Regions from separate parts of the Astyanax mexicanus genome. Here region 2 is linked to region 1. A link is a contact called in public Hi-C data. All regions are on one chromosome and are shown on one strand. The core of a region is the stretch at or near the end of the contact, and the rest is flanking DNA. Distances in the headings are between cores, read along the strand shown. Region 1 overlaps itpr1b (inositol 1,4,5-trisphosphate receptor, type 1b). Region 2 holds the start of bhlhe40 (basic helix-loop-helix family, member e40).

Evidence for each region. Hi-C and Micro-C count contacts between places; a contact is called where the count stands out from the background.
Region 2: a Hi-C map of muscle shows a contact between it and region 1, with 11 times the contacts expected there. The contact joins the promoter of bhlhe40 here to the enhancer-like site in region 1. A contact is called at or near these places in 2 of 3 Hi-C or Micro-C datasets (both in muscle).

The regions. Positions count from the first base shown.
Region 1 is chr24:28,883,054-28,887,637 of AstMex3_surface, reverse strand. All of the region lies in intron 39 of itpr1b (inositol 1,4,5-trisphosphate receptor, type 1b), which reads right to left. Among protein-coding and RNA genes, the nearest start is that of itpr1b, 110 kb to the right of the region's middle. Within about 2 kb of position 2,072, the one cell type or tissue checked has an H3K27ac peak away from gene starts, as active enhancers do.
Region 2 is chr24:29,015,708-29,020,291 of AstMex3_surface, reverse strand. It overlaps bhlhe40 (basic helix-loop-helix family, member e40), which reads right to left and starts at 2,027. Exons shown (of 5, transcript XM_007254553.4): 1 at 1,649-2,027; 2 at 1,302-1,365; 3 at 780-887; 4 at 152-275. The coding sequence starts at 1,725. All of the region lies in intron 2 of LOC111195404 (a long non-coding RNA gene), which reads left to right.

The DNA of each region.
Region 1 (4,584 bases), core at 823-3,322:
TATATATATCTATATAAATTAATTAATAAGAATAAATATATATATATATATAAACTATGTTTAAAATAATAAAGCATGTACAGCCAGGATTCCAAAATATTGTACTGGATAAAGTTCAATTAAAAAGTGGTTTAAAAAGATACTGTGGTATAAATATATAAAGGTAAATATAAATCCAAATGGGCGTGACCTTCATTAAAGCCTTGTTTTATTAAGTAAATGAAGTTGAATTGCTTTATAGTGAAATAACTTCATACAGAAGCTCTGTGTGTGTGTAAGTGTGTGAGAAAGTGTGTGTGTGTGTGAGAAAGTGTGTGTGTGTACAGGGGGTCATACAGTACGCCCAGTTTGACAATGTGGCAATGAGTCTGCATCCCAGTCAGGAACTGGAAGAGTTAACAGGTGAGAGCAGACTTTAAAATGGGCCAATGCCCCTTCAAACAATCTTGCTTTATCACCCGCCATGCCAAAGTGTGTGTGTGTGTGTGCCAGTGTCTCTCTCGGTAAACAGCCCCCGCCACACTTTTATTGGCAATTACTGCAGAAGGTCACACATCAGCAGAGAGACTGAATTCCAGGAAAAAAAAAAAAAAGGGGCGAGCGGCGGGTCTTATGTAACCGCTGCCGGAGAGCTGGCGACCGCCCAAGAATCGTGCAGCACACAGGAAGGAAACTGGGACACTGCTACTCTCACACACACACACACACACACACACACACACACACACTCACACACACTCACACACACCCCGATATACGGGCAAGCAACCGCACACTCAGACATGAACACATCTCCTCCTACTGAGGGCTGGAGGTACTGCAGAGGATTACACCAGCACACACAGACATACAGTTGAGAGAGAGAGAGAGAGAGAGAGAGAGAGAGAGATGAATAAGAAATAGATGGACAGAGAGATGGATGCAGAGAGAGAGACAGCGATAGAGACATATAATCAAAAAACAGACAGATGTACAGCAAGAGAAATCTGGACAGATAGACAGAGACACAGAGAAAGAGAAAGAAAAGATAGATAAACATACAGAGACAGATAACCAAATAAATAGACAGATGTACAGCAAGAGAAGGCTGGACAGATAGACAGAGAGACACAGAGAAAGAGAAGATAGGCAGAGAGGGAGGAAGAGAAGGAGGAAGAGAAAGAAAAGAGGGGGAGAGAAAGAGACAGACAGAGGCAGATAATCAAAGAAACAGACAGATGTACAGCAAGAGAAGGCTGGATAGATAGATAGAGACACACAGAGAAAGAGAAAGAGGGACAGGGAGGAAGGAAAGAAGCGAGAGAGAGAGAGAGTTAAAAAGAGACAGAGACAGAAATATTATTGTAAGCTGCAGGCTGAGAGCTTTACAGCAGCCCACGGACGCACGGACGCACACACACACACACACACACACACACACACACACACACACACACACACACACACACACACGACAGAACCTAAAGCCATATTATCCCAATCCATCTTACACATTACATAAGAACCAGAGAGAGAGAGAGGGAGAGAGAGAGAGATAAAATGGAAAAGACTGTAACTTTCTGCTTCTACTGAAAGGTCAAATTGTGCATCATTCTACGCCCTTAAATGAACATTTTTTTACTGCAGTATTGAAATTACTTTTATTTATTTGGGAAAATACACGTAGGATGTTTAATTTATGAAAAGGTGAAAACAGGGGCAAGATTTTTTCATCATTTACATAGAAATACAATTTAGAGCATAAAATCGTATATTTTCATCTATTTTTTTTTTCTTTTCTGCATTTTCCCATTTTCTCCCCAATTTACACGGCCAATTATCCAACCCACTCACTAGGACTACACCTATCACTAGTAATACCCCAACACACCAGGAGGGTGAAGACTAACACATGCCTCCTCCAATACATGTGAAGTCAGCCACCGCTTCTTTTTGAGCTGCTGCTGATGCAGCATCGCCGAGTAGCATCACAGCGCGCTCGGAGGAAAGTGCAGCGACTCGGTTCTGATACATCAGCTCACAGACGCCCTGTGCTGCGGACATCACCCTAGATAGATTTTATAGTACTGTTCATTAGTAAATCACAGTACAGTTACATAGAATAGTGTTGAACACTATTACAATACAGTATAGTATTGCAGAGTAGTGTATTGTAAATGTAATGTACTGTAAGGTAATGCAGTACAGCAGTGTTCTCTACTGTAGTGCAGTATAATACAGTGTTGTAGTGTAGTAGTTTAGTACAGTGATGCTCAATAGTGCAGTACAATACATAGAGTATTAAAGTATAGTGCTGTAGCGTAGTGTAGTAGAACACAGTTGTACAGAGTAGCGTTTTAATAGCAGTGAAGCATAGTACATAAATACTGTATTTGGTAGAGTAGTACAGTATAGTATTTAATAAGTATTATATACTGCACATTTCTAAGCAAATAAAGAAGAACTAAGCTCTTTTCAACAGCATCTAAACAGTCCTGATCTCTATTTCACACTTTACCCTGAAAGCGTCTGCAGGCTAACACCTATAAACAACACCTCAGTTCCTCTCTACATAAGACACACATTCACACACACACACACACACACACACACACACACTACACTCATTCAAACACAGAGCAGAGTGCACGCAAAGGTCAGACACCTCTCACTCCACACACACACACACACACACACTTTCAGCCTGAACAAGCTGAGAGATATTGTGGTACCACTTTAAAATAAGACTACCTTTATGAAGGGTTTATAAATGGTTTACAATTAGCTTATTAATGGTTACTATCTAGGTTGTAAATGCCTTAAAAATCATTAATAATCAGTTATAACACATATACATAGAAAGGGCAACAATATAGATACAATATAGGCTGTGGGTTCATAATTTGGCAAACAACAGGACATTGTTGCCCTTTCTACTTGATTACTAATGATTTTTAAGGCATTTACAATCTAATTAGTAACCATTAATAAACTAATTATTTATTTAGTTTATTAATGCACAACCCCACAACACAACCAAAACATGCACTTGTTACTTTCCAGACGGCCTGAGTTCAAAATCCAAACCTTACATAACTGCACAACGTAATAAAAAAATAAAATCGTTCATCAACAGTTGTTTACATCTGAACTTCTGTGTGATAAGAACACTCAGGCAGAGGTCAGTCGGTCCCACACACACTGCCAAACTTCCAGCACACTGAACGTGACAACGTTCACCAGTACGAGAGGAGGAGGAGGAGGAGGGCACATCAGGACACTCACTGCTTCAGTACTGTGAGGACACTGTGAGGACACTGTGAGGATTAGCTCAACCAGACCAGTGATCTGAGACTATGACTGACTGAACGATTGTGATTAAAAATAATTGTGATAAATGATATTATATGTATTTATGTTGCCATTTTATGTAAATTATATATAAATAATTATAAAATACCACAGTAGTGGTCCAGCGGTCTAAAGCGCTGCCACTATGAGCCGGAGGTCACTGGTTTTAACCCCCCGCTCATGCAGCTTTGCCATCAAGCTGCCGGCGCTCAGAGAGGGCACAATTGGCCCTGCTCCCTCCGGGTGGGTAGATGGCGCTCTCTCCCCACATCACTCCTACGGTGATGTCCACAGAACAGGGCATCTGTGAGCTGATGTATCAGAATAATGGCTTTTACTAGCGCTAAACTTAATATTGTTAATAAACGCAAGTGCTTTACTCACCCAAATAAACAGTTTTCAGGAGAGAAATATGTGTAGATTAACATCCAGAACTTGTTTGACTTTGAAAGAAAATTCTTTTTGTTTACTAAGATGCTTCCCCCAACTTTCTCATTAGAAGAAAAAATGGCAACACCCTTGTTCCTTACTATTGTCGCTTAAATGCGCTTTACAATCCAGTGCATCTTATATATGAAAACAGACGTTCACTGATAGAGTGCCTTATAATACAGTGCACCTTGCAGTCTGTAAAATACAACCATTTTAATGCAGGTTAATCTAAATAAATTTCTGTGTGAAATTCTGTGTGTTTGAGTACATTTTGTTAATTTAGGAAATACCGTCAAAATGCCGGGACACTGATCCTATCCATTAGGATATTATGTTCCCTCCCAACTCAGGAATAATACTACAATTTTAAATTAAAAATATAAAATTTATACAGAGAGTAAACACTGCTGTTTCTCTACAGATAAAAGAAAGGAACATGTGGTGCGCACACGCACACACACACACACACACACTCACTTACTCACTTAAACACAGAGGAAATTAAGGTAATAAACAAACAGATCAATGGTGTTGCTTTACTTGCACACATTCCCAGTGATACAACCATATGCAAGTAGATGTAAGGACTACTCACACACACACACACACACACACACACAAAAAATAGCACTTTCACCAAACCATACATATTAATAGGAAATAGCAGTTTAACCAAAACACACACAAACACACACACACACACACACACACACACACCTATCACAGACAGAGAGACTGGGTTTGTGGCGGGAACCAAACCAACAACCTAACTTAACGAAACAATAAAAAAACAAACCAAACAACTACAAAGAACAACTACAA
Region 2 (4,584 bases), core at 778-3,277, 130 kb before region 1:
CAGGTTGCATCAAAAACATTGGACTGATGTGAACTCATGCACAAGAGAGAACAAACACAAGTGACAGAAGTTCTGAGAACAGATCGCCGTGTTACTCAGAAAGCAGGAAAGCAGGAAAACGGCTTTACATGAAGTGTTTATTTTAACTTACCAATTTGCATTCCGCTCTGCAATGAAATGATCTGCTGCTGCTGCTGTTCCAGAAGGCCGTTGAGGGCTTTCACATGCTTTAACGTGAGCTCCAGCACCACGGCCTTCTCCAAATGGCCCAGCGTCTAAAAGAGGAAGCACTCAGATAAGCATGTTGATCTTTCTTATGTAACGCTCCCTCAGCTGCCTCGCCGAGGACAAACTCTCCGCCAGGCGAGAGCGACACTGAGACGCAGCGGGCATTGCAAAACATCTAACAAACCTAAAGCCTAAGCTTAGACTTGTTAAAAAACATTTCAAACTGTTTTAGTTCAGTTGAGATTCTACAAATTATATTTAAACTTTTTTTAAACTTCATGAGCATGCAAACTCAAAACTTGTGCTTGTGCATGCACCATCCTGTAAATGTATCACGGTCAAGCAAGTCAACCGCAATGAATAGCCAAGCGAATAGATAACAAATGAGTATACTAAACAGTCAAGTCAATAAATGCTTCGAATGCACGTCACAGCACAAAATAAAAGTGTGAAAAATAAGAAAACTCCTCCAGGTCAACCACCAGAGGACGCTTTAGAGCTCTGGTGCTCCACACACTCACTCCAATCCACTCCCACAGAGCTATACTTACAGTGAGTTTAAGGTGTTCAGGGAGCAAATCCTTCAGCTGAGCGATGCACTCGTTTATTCTGTCACGTCTCTTCTTTTCAATCAAGCGATGTGGCAGCTTGTACGTATCCTGTGGTGAACAAACAAGAGCATGTTCATTTTATAATGTTTAAATTAAAACTAGAATTAAAAGTTTACTAAACTACTATTCAAAACTTTAAAACATTTAAAAAACGATAAGCTCTAGCTGTGCAGCTTGCATGCGTGGGGCATGGACAGATAGATAAATAAATAAATAATCAATCAATTCATTCATTCATTAAATGCATATACAGGAACTTTTTTCTACAAGTGTAATGTTGTGAGCTGCACAAATGTATTAATATTTTATTTTGTTTAATTCCTTCAATTATAAATATTTCTGTATGTTTTAATGAATATTATTAACTAAATTAATAGCAGTGTACAATGTGTATAATATATATATATATATATATATATATATATATTCACCCATATATTTGATTGTTTTTTAAGTATTTACCTTGCTGTCGTCTCCTCGTTTCATGCCTCTCCGAGGTTTGTACACATACATTGGGAAATCCATTCTGAATAAGATTTGGAAAAGGGGAGAAATAATGAGAAAATAATAAAGAAAAAGTTAGTAAAATGACATTAAGTTGTATTTTTAGAAATATATGTTATAAGACTTGTTTTTCCCTATTTTAAAACAGATTAAAATGATTTAAGTTGCCTAGAAAGCCTGTGAGTCCAAATCCGTCCCGGGATTTCGCTCCAAGCTGCAGCAGAGCCGCCCAGGCAGTTGGAGCGAAATCCAGGGGCGAATTCCTACTCAGAGGACCTGAAATTGCCCCATTTCCAGCTACTTACCCCGGCATATCTGAAATATCCATAGAGGGGTGTTTGGTCATACACGGTGGAGGCTGTGCGCTTGTAATCCTTTCCATTTCGTCTCGTTTACGCGTAAAATAACGCAGGAAAAAACGATTTCTAACGAAAATGAAGCCGAAACAGCTTTTAAATGCTCATAAATTGCCAAAAACGAACTTGTTCTCAAAGAAATCCGCAGGGAAAGTGCATAACGTCCTTGCGTAAAGGTGGTTTGTCGTCAACTCAGACAGTTTTGAAGCTCCTCTCCTGTTAAATGTTTGTGTGAGAGTGTGTATGAAGGAGGAGTGTGTGTGTTGTATCTAGAGCTATATGTGTGTGGGAGGGTGAACTGGACTAGCTACGTGTTAAATAAAAAACCCTGTGACTACAGACACGTCTCTCTCTCTCTCTCTCTCTCTCTCTCTCTCTCTCTCTCTCTATCCCTCCCTCCCTCTCTCTCTCTCTCTCTCTCTCTCTAAACTGACCTACCTCCGTCACATGAGCCTCACGTGTTGGACGGCGCTGTTCCCCCCGCCAGTTCTCAGGACACTTCTTTTGTTATTCCCACCCGTTTTTCGGCACGCCCCGCCCCTAGCTTCTCCCGATTGGCCAGCGTAATCCCATTCAGTCCGTTCAGCCCGCCAATCGCAGATCAGCAGCGCGGAGAGGCACGGGTGGGCGGGGCTAAAGGATAGAGAAAAAAAGAAAACGTTCCAGAAGGTCCCCAGCCTGTGTCGCGTGTACCACCACGCGCTCTCTCGCTCGCTCGCTATCGCGCGCTCGCTCGCTCTCACACAGCGAGTCAAGCGCGCGCGAGCGCCGCTTACTACACAACAACAAGAACACGCACAAGAACACGCGCAGCGATTATTTCGTGTTTTTTTTGTATTTTGTTTTGCTACTTTAATCATGAACAGCAGAAAATAGATAGATGGAGACAGACAGACAAACGGAAGAATAAAAATAATAATAACAATTATAATATGCATATTTAGCATGATTTACAGCAAATAGTGGCTTACTTAGATAGACAGACACAGTTGGATTACAGATAAATACATAGACTGTTAGATAGACAGATTTTTTGTTTTTTTAATAATAAAAAATGTGTTTTTAGTTTATTATAATAGCAACAATAACAATAATATGCTTAGCATGATTTGCAGCATTATTTACAGCATATAGTGGTTACTTGGATAAACACAGTTTGATTATAGATAGATCGATAGATAGACAGACATAAATATTGTTATAATAAAATGTTTTAGTTAATAATAACTAACATTTAATAAAATGCTTAGAAGGATTTGCAGTATTATTTACAGCATGTAGTAACGTATGCAGACAGACTGACAGACAGTTGGATATAGATGGATGGATAGAAGTACAGACAGACGATTGGATGTCTCTCTCGCGCATGAGTCCACACGTGCTACTTACTACATAACAAGAACACAAACACGGATTATTTGGGGGGGTTGGGGGGGTTAATAAAAATGTGTTTTAGTTGGATTGTTTTTTAAATGATAGACAGACATGCAAAGTAATAATTCAATTGGTTCTTTTTTCATATTGCTTTACATCATTAGATACAGAACATAGCATATACTGGTTTATAACATGTTTAGCTTTAGATTAAATGGACATTTTTCTCATCTGAACCAGGATGCATTGATTTGGGCTGTGCATGAAAACTGATCCCCTGTCAGTGTCATGTAAAATGGGTGTTTAGGACTTAGTCAGTTTGAGGAGCAGCCCAGGGGTCAGATCAGTGTACCACGAGAGAAGGTGTAATAAGATGAAACCAGAGGTCAGACCACAAATTCTTTAAAACACACCACTCTCTAGCACTCTGTACACTCCTATTCTATTCTATTCTGTTCTATTCTATTGGCAGTAGTTCTCTATAAGAGCTAGACCAATTGTGTGCATTTGCACCGCTGTGTCAGCAATAGGTGCAACTTAAAATATGTTAATGCATTTATCAGAAGGGTTGTCAATTTGGAGTAGATAGACAGACGACAGACTTCCACAGACACTAAACAAGCTTTGTGTGTGCATTTGCACATCTGTGTCAGCAATGGATTAAGTGTAAGATTATCGATAGATATCAGAGCTCGCGCTGTGTGATTTAATAGGTGATCAGACTGGTGATTCATGCTGATGAGCGCAGGACCGAGGCTCGTGCAGGCTGTTGTTGTTGTCCAGGTCCAGCTCGTGCACTCACCGTATCACCGACACCGCTCTCGGGCACGTGCGGCACCACACTCTCTTTTCTGTGCCGCGCGCGCGCTCTCCCGCTCCGGTCACGTTGATCTGCTCATGGCGCGGACTGAAATCCCGCCGCTGACGTCACACAGCCAGAGCGCGCGCCCTTTTACTTATATCATTATTTATTATTAACCGGGTGGCGGCGGGACACGCGCGCGCCTGATCGAGTTTTTTTTGCGGGGGGGGTAAACAGCGGTCACGTGATGTTTATTTTCTGGGTGAAGCAAATTTATCAGCTTCTGATTGAAATGCCCGATTACATCTCACACACACACACACACACAAACACAGACACACACTCTCTCTCTCTTTCTCTCTGTTTACCTTTCTGTAAGATTAATGATTTAAAGTACAGCTTTTATTAAGTAAAGCTTTATTGTGAATGTAATAACAATAATATTATTTAAGAATCACAACAATTATTACAACAAAACAAATCAATTATTACAAAATAAGAGACATCAGTAGTTAATAAAATACCAATAATTAAAAATGATTATATTGATCCTCTTTATTTCTCTATATCTTTCTCCCTGTTTACCTTCTTTTTCTGTTTATCCTCTCTCTCTCTCTCTCTGTTAACCTCTCTCTACCAATTGACCTCTTCCTACCAATTTACCTCTCTCTTTCTCTCTCTCCCCCTCTCTCCCTCTCTCCCTCAGTTA